2 separate regions of the Mus musculus genome follow, and region 1 is linked to region 2. Evidence: chromatin contacts called from public HiChIP or PLAC-seq data. All regions are on one chromosome and are shown on one strand. The core of a region is the stretch at or near the end of the contact, and the rest is flanking DNA. Distances in the headings are between cores, read along the strand shown. Region 1 holds the start of Gramd1a (GRAM domain containing 1A). Region 2 holds the start of Cd22 (CD22 antigen).

Evidence for each region. HiChIP or PLAC-seq counts read pairs in DNA pulled down with a chosen protein or histone mark.
Region 1: an H3K27ac HiChIP or PLAC-seq map of microglia shows a contact between it and region 2, with 4 times the contacts expected there. The contact joins the promoter of Gramd1a here to the promoter of Cd22 in region 2. A contact is called at or near these places in 2 of 39 promoter capture datasets (neutrophils and pre-B cells), 1 of 115 datasets of contacts at active chromatin or transcription factors (microglia) and 2 of 9 other capture datasets (adipose tissue and liver).

The regions. Positions count from the first base shown.
Region 1 is chr7:31,149,809-31,152,508 of GRCm38.p6, reverse strand. It overlaps Gramd1a (GRAM domain containing 1A), which reads left to right and starts at 1,338. Exons shown (of 19, transcript NM_027898.4): 1 at 1,338-1,613. The coding sequence starts at 1,606.
Region 2 is chr7:30,878,921-30,881,620 of GRCm38.p6, reverse strand. It overlaps Cd22 (CD22 antigen), which reads left to right and starts at 1,279. Exons shown (of 16, transcript NM_001043317.2): 1 at 1,279-1,385; 2 at 1,604-1,692; 3 at 2,281-2,426.

The DNA.
Region 1 (2,700 bases), core at 89-2,588, 270 kb before region 2:
AATCCCAGCATTTAGGAGGCTGAGGCAAGTTCATAAATTCGAGCCCTGACTCAGCTACATACTGAGGTTTGAGGCCAGCCCAGGCTATATAATGATATCCAACCCACCCAAGCCCTCACCACCGAAGTAAATGTCTTTCTAAGAGTAAACAAGCTACGGACGTATAAAAAGAGCAACACAGAAAGATGGAAGGCAGCCATGCAAGAAGAGCGAGCTTCCTCCTGTGGAAGGGATAGCAGTGCAAAGGTCCTGAGGCCGGAGGCAGGTGGGATGAGCAGGGGGGTAGATTGACACCTGGGATAATCAACCAGGAGGCTAAGGAGGAACCAGTTAGACAGACAGGTGGAAGGGGCCCAATCAGGAGGGCTCTGGACACCAAGATGAGCACTTTTTTTTTTAAAACAAGGAATGAGGTGGAGCCAGGGTAGGGCTTGAAGCCAAGAGGCCTCTGGCCAGACTTGGCGATTCACAGGCTAGAGCTCTGGCTGTAAGTGGTAACAGAGCGGGATAGGAATGGAAACCAAACAAGGTGGGACTGGGCCTACTGTAGCTGGACAAGAGGCTGAAGGCCGAAGAGGGGTGGGGAGAAATCCCTGGGCTGGGTCCCAAAGCCAGAGGCTCGTTCACATTGTGTTCTCCAACAAGGACGACAACCACGCCTGGCTTGCAGAGGTGGGTGCAGGGCTGGCTGGCACAAGAACTCGTCCTACACTGCAATGTATGGTCATTTCCCGTCCTGAGGCTCGGCAGGCTTCCCAGTATCAAAAACGCTGATGAGCCCTGCCCCTGTGCTGTTCTGGGGGAAACCCCTTGCCTGGGAGCAGGGGGCTCCCCAGGCCTGAGGGACTTGCCCAAGCGCACACAGCACTGCTAGGAGCCGGGTGGGCTGGAATCTGACGTGGTCTGCACGATTAGGCTGGGGAAGTCTCCATACACACGCGCGCGCGGAAAAGTGAACGCTTCTAAGGCAGGAACTGAGGTTCTGAGGCTGGGTGGGGAGAACGGGAAGAGGCTTTCCACCCTCCAGCTGTGGTTCCCCGACCCCACCCCCAGACTTCCGCCCCAGGCCAGTTCTTCCCAGCATCAGCCTGTCACCCACCTCCATCCCACTTCTCAGAGACTCTTCTGGGTCCAGGGGAGAAGCCCAGGGTGTTTAAACTTGTTTGCTCATTTGTTTTGAAGACAAATTCTCACTCTGCATTCCAGTGGCCTGGAATTCATTATGTAGCCCAAGCTGGCCTCGAACTCATGCCAATCCTCCTGTCTCAGCCTCTGGGATGTGAGGCGTGCGCTATCACGCCCCGCCCAGGCTGCTCATTTTAAATAAAAATTTTCTTCTGTCTCCCAGCCGGACTCTTTCCCCAGCCATCCTAGGCCTAGGCCCGCGCTCGCGTCCATGTCCCCCTCCCGGCGGGGGCGGCGCCGTGACGCGCGGGGCGGGAGCAGGAAGGGGGTGTCGCTGACGCCGAGGCGGCCTCCGGCGGCTCCGGCCTTTTGTGCGGGTGGCAGGGTCCGGTGGAGGCGGCGGCCGAGGCAGGCGAGGCCCGGGAGGCCCATCTCAGAGCAGCCGGCCGGGTCCTGCCCTGCAGCCGGGGCGCCGCATCCATGTTCGAGTAAGCACCGGGCCTCGGGGTGGGAAGCGGGGACGGTGGTGCGATCGGGCTGCGGCAGAGGGCCGGAGCTGGGTTTCCAAGCTGGTGCATGTAGGAGCGACCCCGCTGGGGACCAGAAGGGGTACACGTGAGGGATTGCAACCTGGCGGCGAGACCCAAGATTGGGGCGTCACTACCGGCCTGGGACGCATATGGGCAGCGGGGAGCTCCTCTAGGCCCTGATCGTCCCCCTACGGGGAGCCCTGACCCAACACCCAGATGAAAGGGCCGCGAGCAGCCCCACCCCCCATCCCCATTACTGGGCAGGCCCCGCAGATCCTCCGGTCGGTGGTCCCCGTTTGTCGTGGGGGCTGGGGAAAAGGAGCTTCTTTGAGCCTGAGATCTCGGCGGGGTGGGGGTCGGGTGTGTTCTGCCCCCCTCCCGCCCCCGCCACTCCTGCCTGGTCACCTGTGCCTGCGGGTTTCCGTTTGTGATTGTGCTCAGCGTGGTGTGTGTGTGTGTGTGTGTGTATGTGTGTGTGTGTGTGTGTGTGTAACAGCTGGGATTCTTTGGGGCAATGTTGTGTGGCTGTCTGTATGTTATCTATCATCTTCTGTGTGATGGCTACCACCCAGGTCGAGTGCATCTGGTGCTCTTGGACCCACTGTGGTTGTGTGTGAGACGTGTCTCATTTTCTTTGTGGCACCGTGTGCAAATCACACATTCTGAGCTTGTGCCTCATTGTGACTTGTACAGCATTCCGCTTCAGTCTCTTGGCTGACTGTACCTATAATTCACCATGAATTACGTCTGTGAGTTACCTCCGTGAGCTCTCATTGTGATTTGAGTATGTGTGCATGTGGTTGGGGCTCAGCTGCTGTGCGCCTGACATCCACATTTGGATGTCTTTTGGTTCCGTGAACAAGTAGAAATTGCATGTGTCTACCGGTGACAGTGTGGTGTCACTGGGCCCTGTGGGTGGCTCACTTACCTCTGATTCCGTCTGTGGGAAAGTCCCAGTGTATCCAAATGTGGCATTGTTGCATGCCTTGGGTGTGTGTGGGAGATTGTCTCTGTCTCTCAGACCCTTTGTGGCTTTGTCTGTTGA
Region 2 (2,700 bases), core at 30-2,529:
TGCCCTCATGTTCCCTGCCATCTGTAGAATTTGCATCTCTCTGCTGGCTGCTGCCTAGCAAGTGACTCAGTTTCAATCTCAAGACTTTCCCATTTGCAGGGCTGCCAGATGGTTCAGTGGGTAAAAGTGGTTGTGGGCAAGCTTGACAACCTAAGTTTGACCCCTGGAACCCACATAAATGTGGAAGGAGAGCGTTCCACAGGTTGTCCTCTGATCTCTACACACACACACACACACACACACACTACACATATATACACACACCACATACATATACATGTACACAACACACACACTCACACACAATACAACACAAACACACACAACTCATACACAAATACAGACACCATACACAAAAACATACAACACAAACATATACAACACTCAAATACACATAATATACAAACACATACTCTCACATGCCACACACATACCATATACATATACACTCACAAATACACACCACAGACACCACAGGCATACTACACACACCACACACATACACATGTACACACACACCACATATGCATAACACACACAAACACACACAACACTCAAAAACATACAACACAAACACACAAACATGCACAACACTCAAATATACAAACACACACACAACACACACATATACACAAACATAACACTCACCTGACACACAAACACACACATACAAATATACACTTGAACACACACAATGCTCAAACACACAACACACACACATACACACACACACTCATGCGTCTTGACACGATCACATATAAATAAAAAGGGAGTAAAGAGTTCCCATTCAGCAAATCTTTCTTCCCCAGAGCTCTGGTCCTCCCCTCGCCCGTGGAGCTGCTAAGGTATTCATGTCAGTGCTAGATCACTCTGCTCCTGCCTTCGGTGTGATTGCTAGCAATAAGATGTATCAGCAAGCGAAAGCCACCTTCAAGAAGACCTGTTCCTTCCCCAGCCAGCTGGGAGCTCTAGCTCTGGGAAGAAGGGTTCCTGAATGGGAAGTCTTTTACTTCATTATTACTTATTTGTGATGGCGCCCAGGTGCATGAGTATATATGTGTGTGTGTGTGTGTGTGTGTGTGTGTGTTTGATTATTGTGTGTTCAGGTATGTATTTGTGTGTTGTCTGGCTCTAGGGAGCCTGGACAAAGCAGCATGGAAATTCATCAGACATGGAAGACACCCAAGCCAACACGTGACTGCAGAGAATCAATCTGACCCCAAACTTGTGTTCTCCACCACGGCCTCTCATCCACACCATATCTGCTGGTCTCTCGCAGAGGCCCAGAGAGGAAGGGGGCGTGGCCAAGCGTGTGAGACTTTTCTTAGTTTTCTTACTCTCAGATCCTGCTAGGGATCCTGAAGATCGAACACAGGAGGAAACAGGTAAAACCATTTCAATCTTTTCTCTTGTTCTCGACAAGTAAATATGGAGTGGATATGGAGTGGCCTCTGTGTGCTGGCCTCGAGGGCCTGCTGTGTTTTTTCATCTACTTTACAATAGGCACAGACAAACCTCACCCTCCAACGCCTAAACCCCCAACCCCAACCCCTCATCCCTACCCTGTTCTCCCCATCCCTGTCGTTCAGTGTCCCCTTTCCAGGCTTTCTGGGTCTTCTGAGGTAGAAGAAGCTTTTGAGTGCCAGGGAGGAAATGATGGGACCAGGAAGCTAACCTTGAGGCTCTCAGAAGGTGAGCAGATCACAGTTCTTGGCCCTGTTCTAAGCTTCTGGACTTAGTAACTGTTGCTGCTGCACCCTGCTCTACCTCTTCACCCGTCCGGGCCCCAGGCTCAGGTCCCTGCTTCTCATGCTGTAAATTCCTGGGGTTCAGAGCTTCACTCTGGAACTGCCTGCTTCCTGCTCAAGCTTGAGTTCTCCAGCCAGGCTCTGCTAAGGATGTGGCTGGAGGGGCTGCCGGACAAACAGGGTGGTCCAGCACCCAGAGGCTGATTGTCACCACAGCCCTTGTTATAGCAACCCCACCGGTGTGTTAAAGTGTGTCCTCCAGAACAGAGCTTGCAACCCTGCAACGCTTTCATTGGAAAAGATTAAAATAGAGCTCGTGGCCAAAGAAGCATGGCCACTGCCTGTCTAAGCTCTTTAGACAACTTAAGAAGTCCTGCAGTGAAGCCTCCTGTTGAGCTCTGCTTTTCCCAAGTGGCTGTGACTTTGAAGACATCTCTATGTGGTGCATTCCCTGTACCTGGGAAACTAAGATAAGCTCTTCCTCAGATGATCTGCTCCAGCCTCAGCCCACAAACCTCTTATATACACCCAGGCCACACCACCCCCAACCGTGGAGGCAGAACCCAGCCCACGCTCAGCAACTGAACTGGCTTTCCCTACACCTGTTCCTGGTCACCCAGAAGTCCTTACTACCTGTGCCCTGCGGCCTGGGAGAGAAATAGCAGGAGAGAGAGGGAGGTGAGGATGCTGTGCAAGGTATGGGAAACCTTGGGTGGGTGGAAGGGAAGGGAAGCGAAGGGACACAGCTCTGCTCTCGGACACCGGAGACACACTCTGTTGGCACATCCTGCAAGATCCCTGGGGACTCACACAGAGATCACAGCCACATGAATAGAGTTAAATTGTTAAATTTAACTCTACATAAAGTGTAGGATGGTGGAGGCCAAGCTTGTTGGAGAGAGAGAGAGAGAGAGAGAGAGAGAGACAGAGAGAGAGAGAGAGAGAGAGAGAG